3 separate regions of the Mus musculus genome follow, and all the other regions are linked to region 3. Evidence: chromatin contacts called from public HiChIP or PLAC-seq and promoter capture Hi-C data. All regions are on one chromosome and are shown on one strand. Each heading gives the region's core, a stretch centred on a gene start, on an enhancer-like site or on the middle of the called end of the contact. The rest is flanking DNA. Distances are from core to core; before and after follow the strand shown.

Region 1 (4,495 bases), core at 1,614-4,113, 93 kb after region 3:
GTCCTCATAGATATTAGCTGTTTAAGATGAAGGTATCAATAGTGGGACCACTGGGCAAGAACCCATTGCCTCTGTGAGTCCAGGGACTTTCAGTGTTGCAGGGCCCTGAGCTATTAGGAGAATCCATGCCATCTCTGTGAGGCTGAGGAGAAGCGGGGTCCATACTTTAGGACACAGAGCCTTACAGGATACACTCTTTGAGAAGATGTAACAACTACCACAATGGCCCGAGTTGATGGTGAGGTCACTGGCTGCCTTATTTTTCTACAGTAAAGACATCATAGGTGTTGCAGCTGCTTTTAGATTGTTGGAATAACTCTCTGGGGTATAAGAATAGCCTTAGCATGAAAATGTAGAGCCGTTGGTTTTCTCTGAAGCCACATTATAAAAAGATGAGACCATTTTTCTGGAACTATGGAGGAGGAAGCCTCTGATCCCTGGTGGCATTGTGCAAATGACACCAGCCTGATTCCTGTCCCTGTTCCAGGAGATGACCTTAAGGGTCCTTCAAACTGATGTCAGCTGCAGTGACGATCCTATCCTTCCTCAAATGCAGCAGAACGAAGCGAGGCTTAGGTTACATCAAGTGGATAGAAACTCCTGGGAGTCAGGGGCTGCTGGAAAGGAGATTCCAGCTGACTAGTTTCACCCCCTTTTTTCTTTGTTAATTATCATGTTTTCTGGCATTGAAATAAAGATGATAATGACAAGGACGACAGTGATGATGGTGATGGTGGTGGTGGTGATGGTGATGACGATGATGATAATGACAATGATTCTGATGATACTATTCCTTGTAATTTAGTTCTAGATATTTTTTAAAAAATGAATTTCCATCAGATCCTAACAAAACTAGCATAAGGAAAAGCTGAAAATTAACATAGAAGGTTCTGCAGTCTCTATTTGGTTATATAACAAAAAATAGAAATTAGAAATACAAGGAGCAGAATACCCCCTCCCCGAACATTCATCTAGGATTTGCAGGAATGAGACCCAATGGGGGATGATAGCTTTTCCATCCCTGAAGACACAGTGATGTGAGTGGCTGGAAATCTCCCAAAAGCAAGAGCCTCAGATCCCCTAAAGTCATTATCATCAAAGGCTGGTCCCAGCTCCAACTCTGATAGATAAGCCATTCACCGTTCCTATCGGTTCTCAAGAGAGCTCTGGCGACTTCAAACAGTAGAGAATTAAATCAAAGAGGCTGGCAGACTCTAGAAGATCAGAGATGCAACCTCAAAACATCTCTCAGGAACAATGGAAACTCACAAAGTCTCACACACACACACCACATGGTCAGCTTGGTGCAGGTGTTACCATCTCTGGGGACCATGCACCTTAGCCACTGCCATTGTTTCTGACAGTGGAGGTCACTCCTGCTGAAAGGAACCCTCAAGTGTACAGGCTTCCTGGTTTCTCCCTCTCCCTTCCAAACACAGATGATAATGTGTCCAAACCCAGGACAGGATTCACAGAATGGAGAGCTAGAGAGTGAAATCGCTCACCTCCCTTCCCGCCCCACCCCACCTGCTCTCACTCTACTGGGAATCAGGTATAAAGAATACATGTGTGTGTGTGTGTGTGTGTGTGTGTGTGTGTGTGTGTGTGTGTGAGAGAGAGAGAGAGAGAGAGAGAGAGAGAGAGAGAGAGAGAGAGAGAGAGAGAGAGAGTTTTAAATCTTTACAGTGCTATTCATTCCATTTGCAGATGGAAAAGCCAAATTCGGTAGAAGTTAAGTGATTTCAGGAAGTCACACTGAGAATATCAATTACTGTGTGTGAGTTTTAAGATGCTGGTGCCTGTTGCTTCTTAAAATGGTTGGTTAATGGTTGATTGGCTATTGGAGGGAGAGTTGAATGGATGGTATTTCATTAGTTGGTTGATTGGTCAATGTCATCTTTGTTTTGGTTTTGACTTTGCCAATGGACTTCCTTATTTTTCTAATAAACTAACAAGAGCCTTCAGTGTCCAGGTAGGTAAAAGTGAGGGGCTGGGAGGAAGCTGAGGAAAAGCGGGAGGCTGGTCTCACTCTTTCCATCAGAGAGATAAAGCACCCCACTGAGAACAGAAGAGTTGCAGCTGCCAGGCTCAGAAAGAGGAAGCGCTGCCGACTCCTTCCTCATCAGTGCCCCCTGGCCCTGGGCTCAGGGACTGAAAACAGCTTCAAGGTCACTGCTCATCTCCAGTTTTGTTGATGAGCCATGGGCCCAGCATTTCTCACAATAAGTTCCCAGATATTACTACATGATAAATGAGTAAAAACTAAAGTCAGATTTCTCACCTTAGTAAAGAATATGGAAAATAACAGGTTCGTAAAAATTAAAGACATTTCATGCAGAAGACCCCTCAGGCCATTCTGACATACCAGTGACTTCACTATCTAGGTGAAGAATCCTAGGTATCTCACTAAAGAGATGTTTAGAATTTTCCAACTGTTTAACTAGAGAGCTGTGTTTTCAGTTGTACTGCTAAGGAAGAGTCTCTTCTACTTCCTGGTTGGAGTGGTCTTCAATGCCTGCTATCATGACACTAATTCTAGAAGGGAAAATGCCTTCTTACCCAGCTATTTTATAGCTAATAGTTATTGTAAAGCTTATAAATCCTGAAGAAAGTCTAAGTGTCCCTGGAGAGTCCAGACCCTCTAGGTCCCCTATCCTGAAGGATCTGGTTTATGAGGTAACATTCCTTAGTGAGGTGAGAAAACAGACATGGTACCCCACAAGCCAGAGCCCTCGAGGACTAACAACAACGGCTGCAGCTTTTAATTAACAGAGGTGATTGAGGGGGCAGCCTGCTTCCAGCCTCAATCCCTTTAAGCACCTCAGAGCAGCAAACATAAGAGGATTTCGCAATCGATAAAGTACCTCACTAGGCAGCATGCAGAGAGAGCAGTCAAGGACAGTTCTACCCAGAAATGGGTCTCAGCACAGGCTGTACCACAGCTGATCTATAACCTCACGGAACCCATAAATCTCACTGAGCCTATGTCAAGATGAAGAAAGCGCTGAATGTGGTGGCCCACGCCTTTTATCCCAGCGCTGGAGAGGCAGAGCTAGGCGGATCTCTGAGTTTGAGGCCAACCTGGCCTACAAAGTGAGTTCAGGATAACCAGAGGTAAAAAGGGGAAAGCCTATCTCAAAACAACAAATGAAGATGAGGAAGAAAATAAGTGAAGTCATGTAAAGATTTGTTTTTAAAGTACTGGATTGTAGTGAGCACTCAATAGATGTTAGCTATGATGGCCGTCACCATGGTCATCATTAAAGGTTGGAAAATGGACTGGGGGGGTGTGGCTTGTTTTTGTTTGTTGGTTGGTTGGTTGGTTGGTTTTTTTTGTTTGTTTTTGTTTTTTGTTTTTTGGTTGGTTGATTGGTTGGTTGGTTTTTTGAGACAGGTTTTCTCTGTGTAGCCTTAGTTGTCCTGAACTCACTCTGTAGACCAGGCTGGCCTTGAACTCAGAGAGTCGCCAGCCTCTGCCTTGTGCTGGGGTTAAGGGCACACGCCACCACACCCAGCCAGGAAGTGTACTTTTTGACTTCATGGCCATTTTCTTTCTAATATCAACCTGCTTCTGGCCAGGTCAGTCTTCTCTTTCTTCCTAACAAAACGGCATCTGCTGGCCTTTTACTGCAATCCTACTCCCTGGGAAGCAACTTCGTTAATCATTACAGTACTACTGAACACACATTAGTGAAAATATCTCATGATGTCATGCCAACTCAAAGGGAACAGGAGATAAAGTTATAGATTTGTGGTCATGGTGTGGTAAAAAGAATTCAACTATGAATCTAGAGACAGTTTCCGTTGCTCAAGGGACAAGCAGGCACGTGGCTTAGACGCCAAATGTTTGCTAAGCGATGCTTCCCATCCAACAATAGCATTTCGTCTACCTCAGTTCATTAACTGAGTTGCTGCACGGTGTGAAGCTGTGGATGCAAGTCCACCAATCACTGTGCAAACAAACAGTAAATGTACGCCATGATCCTTGGCCAGTGATGGCTGCTTTCCAAGTCTCTGTGACTGGTCAGTTCGTGTAGAGACAGCAAAGTGTGAGGATACAGAGCTTTCTATTCTTCCAGTGATGAACCTGCGTGGCATGGTTTTGAGGGTCTGAGACCAAGAAGAAACTGGTCAACAATGATGAAAGTGTAGCCAAGAAATGAGCGGAAGTAACGGTGGGAAAGGGTGTGAGCTGATAGTTAGCTGAGTTATTAAAGAGATACCTGACGTTGGGACTTGTTTCCCTATGACTTAGTCAGGGTTTCTATTCCTTCACAAAACCAAGAAGCAAGCTGGGGAGGAAAGGGTTTATTCAGCTTACACTTTCCACATTGCTGTTCATCACCAAAGAAAGTCAGGACTGGAACTCAAGCAGGTCAGGAAGCAGGAGCTGATGCAGGGGCCATGGAGGGATGTGACTTACTGACTTGCTTCCCCTGGCTTGCTCAGCTTGCTTTCTTATAGAACCCAGGAAGGACTACCAGCCCAGGGATGG
Region 2 (4,557 bases), core at 1,580-4,079, 120 kb after region 3:
TCAGAGGCAGACACTTGTCTAGCATGTGCAAGGCTCTGGATTCTGACCCCAGCACAGAAAACAAACAAAACAAGCAGACATAATTGTCGGCCAGCCATCTGGTCTGAGGTGCTGGGTAGATAGTGCTGCCATGGATCGGAACAATTAATCCACAGGAGGATGGGATTCAGTAGGGGAGATGATGCTGCGGAGTCTACTTTTCAGAATCATGGAAGCAAAATGGAAGTAATTTTATTCCAGTACATTCTGGAAAATCTTATCGCGTAACTACAAATTCACAGTTACCTGTTATGTGCATACATGCAGTATATAGACGTATGCATTTGTGATAGTAACAAAGTCCAGGTGATTCTGGGACTCCCTGTGCCTGAGGAATTTCCAATAATAAGACAAAATCTCAATGGAGCATCTGGGGATTTCGGAATGCCTTGATGGTTAGTTCAGCTCCATTTGAGCCTGCTATTCTGTACACATCAGAGATTTCTCATGACATAAGTTTCGCACTGACTGGTCCTGATTCGATTTAAAAAAAAAAAAAAGAGTCTTCTTATGTTTATATTAAAATGGGGGATTTATTTATATCTGTGAGAAAATTGAACACAATATGAAAAAATGCTTATGTTTAATAAATCACAGGAGGTCTGAGTTAAGCATGTGACTAGCTAACAGTGTCCCTTACATAAGCACTTATTGCAGATGGATGTTAGCTGAGGTATAAATGAGAAGGAGGAAGAGAGAGGACAAGGGAAGAAGGGAAGGAGGGAAGGGGAGGGGAGGGAAGGGGAGGGGAGGGGAGGGGAGAAGAACATCCTAGATCTCCCCTTTGACAAATCAGAGGCTAGTATATAAAGGAAAACATACCACTTGGAAACATCATGAATATGACAAGAATGATTTCTTCTCAATAAAGCAGTTCTCTGTCATCATGACCCCTACTACTTTTAAAGGAGAGTGGATGCCAAGACCTCCCCACACTCAGAGCGCAAAGGTCTATAGCAAGTGGTCAGGGTGTGATTAGAACCCAGGACACAGATTTATCTAGATGTTTGGGAAGCTTCGTGTTTCCAAGCAGCTCACCCTACCAAAACTATGTCAACTACTTTATATCTGAATTTTCTATACTTTATTTTCTGGAATATCTGAAATAGCTCAACAGCTGGAATTCATGTGTTTTCTGTAGGAATTTAACATTTCTCCATTTAAAAAAAAAAGTCGGAAAGTGCAAAGAAAACTGAGCTTGGAGTAACAGCCGAGGCCTTTGCTCATGGTGACTCTCCACACTGTCCTAGACACACACGTTTCCCGTGTAGTCGGCAGTACATTCTGTGCTCTTTTCAGTGTGACCAGCTCTGCCCGATGAGCTATTCACCTTCATGAACCCCCAGCTCCCTCATTTGCAAAATGGAGCAGCTGAATTAAATGGTCTATGTGGAATTTCTTCTTGAAATCTCTCTCTGCGACTTTATTGCTCTCCGGGAACGAAGAGTTCAAACCCCATGGGAACTGGCCTGACCGCTCAGTGGAGGCCATCCAAACCTGATTTCCACTCAGTTTGGTTTGGGCACTCCACTTTTAAATTGGCCTGGGAACATCTCTAGAAGTTACCACTGGATGAAATAAATCCATCAAGGGCAGCTAATTAGCAGGAATACAGATGCCAGCAGTCGCTTACCACGGGAGCTTCAGGAGGAGATAGGGAAATGATTCTCCCCCGACCTCAAGAAAAGTTCCCCGGATTTGGCACATGCATGGGGGCTGGGTGCCAGGATCAAGGGCAGAGGGGTGAAGTCTGAGTCTCTTTCTCTGAGAACGTGTGATTCCCAAGAGTATCTCAAGTGACAGAGCTCTGATTCCCCTGTACCCTTCTGTTCAGAAGTAAGTTAAGCTCTGAACCCTCAAAATGCCAGCTTCTGCAGCCAGCAGTCCACAACCATCATTTCTAGCTCCTGGGAACGTCCCTTCTTTCCATGAGCCTTTTTCTGCTGGAGATTCCCCACCCCTGAACAGTGTAAGTCCCGTCCCTTCAGGACATGCCAAGACAGAATAATGTCCAGACCCATTCCTCTGCTGTCACAATGGGCCTGAGCTGCCTTCCAGGGCCCCGTAGATGAAGAGTGAGTGACTACAGTCCTATAGAGGACCTACAGACCTCGAGCCATGCTGCAAACATACACTCGGCTGCTAGCACGAGATTTCCGGAGCTGCGCAATGCACCCACACGTTTCTTCAAGTTCTGCTGCTTCTGGAGATGGCCTCCAAGACAGAAATAGGTACCTGAGGAAGATGTAGCATCCAAGCCAGCCAGCCAGCTGACTTGCCAGAGTTTGCTGGTGAACTCGAGGCTGTTTGCTGCTACGGGGCTTTCACAGCGCCACATTCCAGGGCTGCCGTATAATTTACTTTAAACACAGAGTGGCACTTAACCACGCCACTGTTTGTGTCCAACTCAGCACTCAAGGGAAGCTGCCTTTTAAGCCTTAACTTTTTGAAGTTATCTCACCACCACACGTGACTTTGGCAGCCTGGTTATTTGTGCTTGAGGGGGTGACTCAAAGGCTGTAAGTGTGGAGTTAGACGTGTAGCCTCCCTAAGGGAATAGGCCTGCCACTCCCACTGATCCAACTACACGGGGCTACAGGCTTTTCTGCCTTGCCGCTTTGCCTGCTTCTTGCAGTGCTGAGCTGCTCCCCTGCGACCCAAGGCCGAGCTACTGCCGGGATCAACTCCCTTAGTGCCACAGCACACCAGAATGGCCTGTGTCACCCAACTGAGCTTCCAAAGAGACTTGAATGTCTGGTTGCTCCACCCTGAGGGCTGTTCAGGGAGATGGGCGGAGCCTCATGAGAACACACAGGAGGCTAGATAACTCTGCTTGGTTAGATGCTATTCCTCACTGTGTCCGGGATCTCTAAACCAAAAAAAAAAAAAAAAAAAAAAAAAAAAAGTCCACAAAAACGATTCATTTCAAACCATTAGTTTAAATGTATGTAATTCGGAAACACTGACGGTATAGAAAACATACAACAGAGCCCTCCTTGCAAACCAGTGTAAGTAGGTCAATATGATTACCCCCACTTTATAGTTGGGGGACAGAATCTGCTAGGCATAGCTAAGAGCAAACGCCGGCAGAGGTGCTAAAATTAGAACTGAAGAGACTTCCCATCTGGGTCAAGCTCACGTGGTCACAGAGGAGACCAGCTCAAAGAGGGTAACCATGACATGCATCAGGTAAACCAGGCCTGTTCTTTTAGAACACAACAGGAATCAATGGCCACAACTGACGAGTACAGCTCACCTGGCGACCAACACCTGGCGATTTCCCTACATCCTTTGCCAGTGGGGCCACATCTGGGTGAGTCATGAGGTCAGTGAAGCTGCACCACTCAGATTGTCCAGTTGAGAGACTCTGAGTGCTGCGCTGGCCGTGAAGAGCGAGGGTCCAGAGAGGCTCCAGTCAGGAAGCATCCTCATAGAAGTGCATTTACGGGCACCTCCCTTCGATAAAGTTTCCTACCACCAATTATTCATTTGGTGGTTTGTTTGCCATGGATGTTTTTATTCTCCTTCCTGGAAATCAGTTCCATGGTTAAGAGTACTTGCTGCTCTTCCAGAGGAGCAAATTTAGTTTCCAGCATCCCTGTCAAACGGCTCACAATCATCTGAAACTCCAGCCCCGGGGGATCTGATGCTCTCTTCTGCCCTCCATGGGAACCCACACATATGTAGTGTACATTCACACTAACTTGGACACACATATTCAGATAAAGAAAAATTCAAACAAGGTGGGTGGTGGTATACCCCTTTAATCTCTGAGTTAGAGGCCAGCCTGGTCTACAGAGAGAGTTTTAGGACAGCCCCAGTTACACAGAGGAACTCTGTCTCAGAAGAAAAAAATCCTTAGTTTTCTTGAAAAATACAATGAGACTAAATAATGCTTGGTCCTCAAAAAAAAAGAGTTAAATCAAAATATTTATGTATTTATTTAAACAAAGTCTTGCAATAATATAGTGTAGGCTACTCTTGAATTTCCAAGTGCTAGGATATAGGATACCATTAAGCCAGATGAAAACTTAAAGTAACTGACTGGCCTCGATACACAAGCGAAGTCAGCGCTCTAGCACATGGAATGCCAGAAAGGACTAGATTGGTGTTAAAGTAAACAAAAAACGATCCTGGAAGAAGTTCTGCTCATGTTTTAGGAAATGAAATGCAATTTTAAATGCAGAACCTTTGTCTGGATGGACCAGTCAGCCCTCGTGGTTCCTCACAGTCAATCGAGGAAATGGCCTTAACACACCCAAACACCCAGATATAGTAGATTGTGAAAATTCGACCCATGTTGGCCACTCTGGATGCTGGCAGTACATGAATCATGCCTTCCCCTCCCAGTTCTGTCAGTGACTTTTGCCAAGGTCAAATTCACGTCCTGCGTTTCCCCTGCTGACAAAGCCTCTTCACCCCTCTTCAGGTTCGGTGACTTTTCCTTCTCTTTCTCAAGGTATCGCCATACACTCTGCCCATTGTGGCTCCAGGACACCCGTGGCCACTTTGCTCCCA
Region 3 (4,535 bases), core at 829-3,328:
CACAGCAGCAGTTTTGGTGCAGTTGTAGGAAGGAAGTTTGCTGGCACTGTCCAGGTAGGCAGGGCATCTGATAAAATTAATAGCATCTCCCAGGCTTCTCTGATTGATTCAAGCTTTCTTAAAGTCCGGTTTTTGGTGGACTAGCGATAGTCAGTGCTCTGCTATGGGACTTACATACTGGCTGTGAGCTCCACATTTCCTGGGAGAGAACATTGCTTGCTCTTCGTCTGAGAGGAGGTACAAGTCAGGGAAGGCTCTGCCCTGTTCCCCCAGACCCTCCTTCCTTCTGAGGAGTCTTTTCTGGTGTCTCCTGGGGTCCTTCTTTTCCACTTTGGATCATATCTGAATGCTTCTGGCCTGAAGTAAGGATGACTGGGCCTTCCTTTGTCCTTGGCCCAGGCCATCCCTGCCACTGGACAATGAAACATCAGTCGTTCTACTGCAGACCCGGAGTCAAGGCTGGTAGGTGTGGCCATGGCCTTTTTCCCAGAATGCACTCTTCCTTCTCACTTCTTCCCTATATCTTCTTCCTTTCTGGCTTTGCTGTGTCATTCCCTCCTCTAGAAAGTCCTGACTTTATCCCTTGCAGTCCTTTGGCTCTGCCTGCCTCCAAACTCATGCTGAGCACAGTCTCTGTAGTAGACATCTTTTCCAGGGCTGTAAAACCCTGATCTAGTATATACTTTACAATATACTTGTAAGCTGGGGAAAATAAAAGGAGAGGCAGGGAAGGAAGGAAGGAAGGAAGGAAGGAAGGAAGGAAGGAAGGAAGGAAGGAAGGAAGGGAGGGAGGGAGGGAGGGAGGGAAGAAGGGAGGGAGGGAAGAAGGGAGGGAGGGAGGGAGGGAGGGAGGGAGGGAGGGAGGGAGGGAGGGAGGGAGGGAGGGAGGGAGAAACCGAGTCTCCTACCTGTTTGTGAGTAAGGTCAGATTGATGGGCTGCTGCAGAGCCTCCACTACAACCTATGAGGAGAGATAGTTGAGCTGAGCCTGAGGATTGCCCGAGAGAAGACAGTACAGAGCCACGAGGAGGGGCAGAAGCTGCTGCCATCCCAGCCTGCTCAGCTCCCTTTTCTACCATGAAGCCTCAGAAAAGGTCTGCTAGAGACCACCAGGGAGACCAAAGGACTCCTCCACGGCCTGTGGTGACTTTTCTCTACAGTGCTCTGTCATGCCTGTCTTTGAGGCCTGGCAGCTGACATTTATCTTGGTCCCCATTGATACAGAAGCACTGTGCAACCTGCTCATCGCTTGCCATTTAAGGCCCACGGGGTCCCTTGGGCATGGGGGTAGGGAGTTCTGCTTGCCCAGCGCTGGTACTTCTGGAGACAGGCTCCAGCCTTAAAGGTCAAGTTTTCCATGCCTGTTTTCCCTTCTCTTGATGTTCAGCTTGTACAGTTAACCCCTTGAAGGCCCAGGGGCCTCTATTCATCATCTTCCACTGTCCACTCCTAGGAAACGATTCCCATGAAGAAGTCAAGAAGTCTCTGGGCTACTTACCCTTCAACTCCATGTGTTACTAGTGATGGCCGAGGCTCGCTCAGGAGGGGTGCTCTCACCTCCTGAGCCCCTTCATCCTTTCGATCTATGATTTCAAGTCTTCTGGGATGTAGATTTGTGTCTCACAAGGCTAGAGATGTCAGGGATTGGCTCGTGCTAATCTCAGTACCAAGGGGTTGGCTAGTGTTCTCTGGCTAACTTGGACAGTGCCTTGGGCCTCCATCTCTTTAGGTTTCTTGGAAACCGTTGTTATTGTGAGATTTGGAATGAATTACTGAAATATAACCAGCTTTGATATTTGGCCTTAACTTTAAGCCTCAAAGGCTTTCCTTTAAAAAAAAATGAGCAAATTAGAGATTCAAAATGAAAAATATTAAAGGAGGATAATCTCATTGAGTACCTACTGTGAGCCAGTACTCTACTCTACTAGACTTTTTTACATATGAAGCTGCATTCCATCCTGACCGCAACCAACAGAACAGAAAGACTGAAGGCTACGAATTATAAAGACTTAGGCTAGTCACCATGGTGACAGTGGAGTACAAATGTAGGTCAGAGTCAAACCTTGATTTCAAACAACTTCTCTGTGGACAGCGTCCTCAGATGCCTCCTCTCATATAATCGCCACAACCCTGGAACACAGGCACAGACACAGACATGACACTTAACTTGGCGGGTGAGAAAACTGAGAGTCAAGTACTTCCTGTCTAATGGAAACTAAAGCTCCCATTACATTTACTCCTCTCAAACACAGCGGATTTCCTGGGAAATGATGTGGACCTGAAAATGTTTAAGCTCCTGGGTCCTAGTTAACAGTATTCTCTTCACATAGCTTCTGATTGTCCCAGCCTGATGTCAGGTTATAAACAATGTGACAGCCTCCATCTTTGCCACAGCCTCCCTCTCTGAGGCCACTCATTCTAAGGGACGCCAGCTGTCTCGCTGTGAGAGATGATGTGGAGAGAGGCTCCTGTGGAGAGCAGTGTGGTGAAAGTACCTCAGCTGCTGTAGGATCCCAAGCCTTTTCACCAGAAAACTGCCATCAGCTACATCCAGGCCTTGTAAGCAGAAGGCGCCAGTTAAACATTGCTACAGGGCAAACATCATAAACAGCCATGACCTAAAACTACTTCAATGAATTCTTTCTCATGGCTCACTGGGCTAACAAACCCACGATTTCTTCTGCTGGCTTGTCCTCTGCATACACATGCACTTCGTGAGCTACAGGTTTAAATGGGAGTCACTCCAGGGATCAGGGCAGCTGGGACACCTGAGCTGACCTTTTGTGGAAGACTTTATCAACAGCTGGATAAGAGCAGGAGCTACAGAATGTCTTGCGGGCTGGCCTTGGAAATTGAATATCACCTCTGCCGTGTTCTATGGAGTAAGTCAAGTGAAGGATCCACCTAGGTTTGAAAGATGGAGATGTGAATGCTTGGTTTTTCTCTTGTTCTTGTTATTTTGAGCAAAGTCCTGCCTTTCACCATTGCTTATCATGACAGGTGCTGCATACCTCACCCACCTACCTATCCTCAAATTTCTAGCAATCCTCCGACCTCAGGATCCACATGTAGAAAAAACTTGTTTCTTGTTTCAAATGTATTTTTATTAAATTTTTGAGAATTTCGTGCAGTGTATTTTGGTCATTTTTACGCTAACCCTTCCCTCAACTCTCTCTAGATCCATCCTCCCGTCTCTACCAACCCAATGTCATGGAGTTTTGTTTTGTTTTGTTTTGTTTTGTCTTGTTTTGTTTTGTTTTGTTTTGTCTTTAACCATAGCTCGTGGAACCCAGTTTATGCTGCCCATATCCTCCTAGGTGTAGAATCATCCACTGCAGTGTAGTCAACCTACCAGGGGCACGCTCTTAAAGAAAACCAATTATTCCTCCCTCTGAAGCCATCAGCTGTCCACAGCCCCTCAGTTGACAACATCTTCAAATAATTTGCTCTTATTTTGAATTACTGAAACCCACCTTCTGACAATGTGTATACATGCCTCCCTTGTGCAAACCATGATCATCTTCTCAAGGCCCCCCGAACTCTTTTTCACTGACCACACAAGGTTCAAAGTTCACCATCTTATGTTCTGCATCCAGTTCAGATATGCTAAAGGTATCTTGTATCATAATAGGTCTCTTCATCCAGAGGGGAAGTGTCTTAGTTAGGGCTTCTACTGCTGTGAAGAGACACCATGACCATGACAACTCTTATAATGGTAAACATTTCACTGAAGCTGGCTAGCAGTTCAGAGATTGAGCCCATTACCATCATGGTGGGAAGCATGGTGGCATGCAGGCAGACACAGTGCTGGAAAGGAACTGGAAGTTCTACATTAGGATCCACAGGCAGCAGAAAGAGAGTGAGACACTGGGCCTGCCTTGAGCTCTTGAGACCTCAAAGCTCACCCACATTATCACACTTCCTCCAACAAGGCCACACCTATTTCAACGAGGCCACATCTCCTAATAGTGCCACTCCCTATGAGCCGGTGGGGGCCCTTTTCGTTCAAAGGACTGCAGAAAGATTACCTTCCAACATAGCCAGTCTAAGTCTATCTCTTTCCCCTAAGATCTGCTTCCAAACTAAGCCGTATACCTGACATCTAAGGAAGCTCCCGAATAGGCCGATCCTTCACTGTGAAGGAGAGAGATAAGCCACAGCACTGACAGGCAGTCCATAGCTATTCTTGATCTGTCTGATCAGGCTGCCAAGTTCTCCTACCTAAGCAGGCCTGGTTCCTTGAAAAAAATCCTGGCTCTACTTTTGACTCACTACCTGGGTTCTTTAGTCTACATTCTGAGATGTCTTTAGGGGAAGAAATGGCTTATGTTTGCTGTTCCATAGTGCTCTCAGTGTGATGCCTGACTCTGGACAGTGGAGAGTCAAGACTTTTCCTGTCATTTTAAACTGCTGCAGTGGTCTGGTAGAACACCTTTTCTTGTGAGCGCCCGACTCGCCAGCAAAGCAGATGCTACACCAGGATCCTTCTGCACACGTTTATTGGGAGAGCTTGATTGCAGAGGCGAAAAGACCCC

The links. Promoter capture Hi-C pulls out the DNA fragments that hold promoters and counts their contacts. HiChIP or PLAC-seq counts read pairs in DNA pulled down with a chosen protein or histone mark.
Region 1: an H3K27ac HiChIP or PLAC-seq map of embryonic stem cells shows a contact between it and region 3, with 8 read pairs. The contact joins two enhancer-like sites. A contact is called at or near these places in 5 of 39 promoter capture datasets (the C10 cell line, the HPC-7 cell line, cranial neural crest and 2 more), 3 of 484 Hi-C or Micro-C datasets (the G1E-ER4 cell line, hematopoietic stem and progenitor cells and uterus) and 2 of 115 datasets of contacts at active chromatin or transcription factors (both in embryonic stem cells).
Region 2: a promoter capture Hi-C map of cranial neural crest shows a contact between it and region 3. The contact joins two enhancer-like sites. A contact is called at or near these places in 8 of 39 promoter capture datasets (the C10 cell line, cranial neural crest, embryonic stem cells and 4 more), 2 of 484 Hi-C or Micro-C datasets (the HL-1 cell line and nephron progenitors), 1 of 115 datasets of contacts at active chromatin or transcription factors (embryonic stem cells) and 1 of 9 other capture datasets (embryonic stem cells).

Annotation. Positions count from the first base shown.
Region 1 is chr12:70,766,043-70,770,537 of GRCm38.p6, forward strand. No RefSeq gene overlaps it. Among named protein-coding and RNA genes, the nearest start is that of Gm51973, 22 kb to the left of the region's middle. Within about 2 kb of position 2,864, at least 19 of the 459 cell types and tissues checked have an H3K27ac peak or open chromatin away from gene starts, as enhancers often do.
Region 2 is chr12:70,797,107-70,801,663 of GRCm38.p6, forward strand. No RefSeq gene overlaps it. Among named protein-coding and RNA genes, the nearest start is that of Frmd6, 26 kb to the right of the region's middle. Within about 2 kb of position 2,830, at least 85 of the 459 cell types and tissues checked have an H3K27ac peak or open chromatin away from gene starts, as enhancers often do.
Region 3 is chr12:70,673,898-70,678,432 of GRCm38.p6, forward strand. No RefSeq gene overlaps it. Among named protein-coding and RNA genes, the nearest start is that of Gm32369, 6.0 kb to the right of the region's middle. Within about 2 kb of position 2,079, at least 9 of the 459 cell types and tissues checked have an H3K27ac peak or open chromatin away from gene starts, as enhancers often do.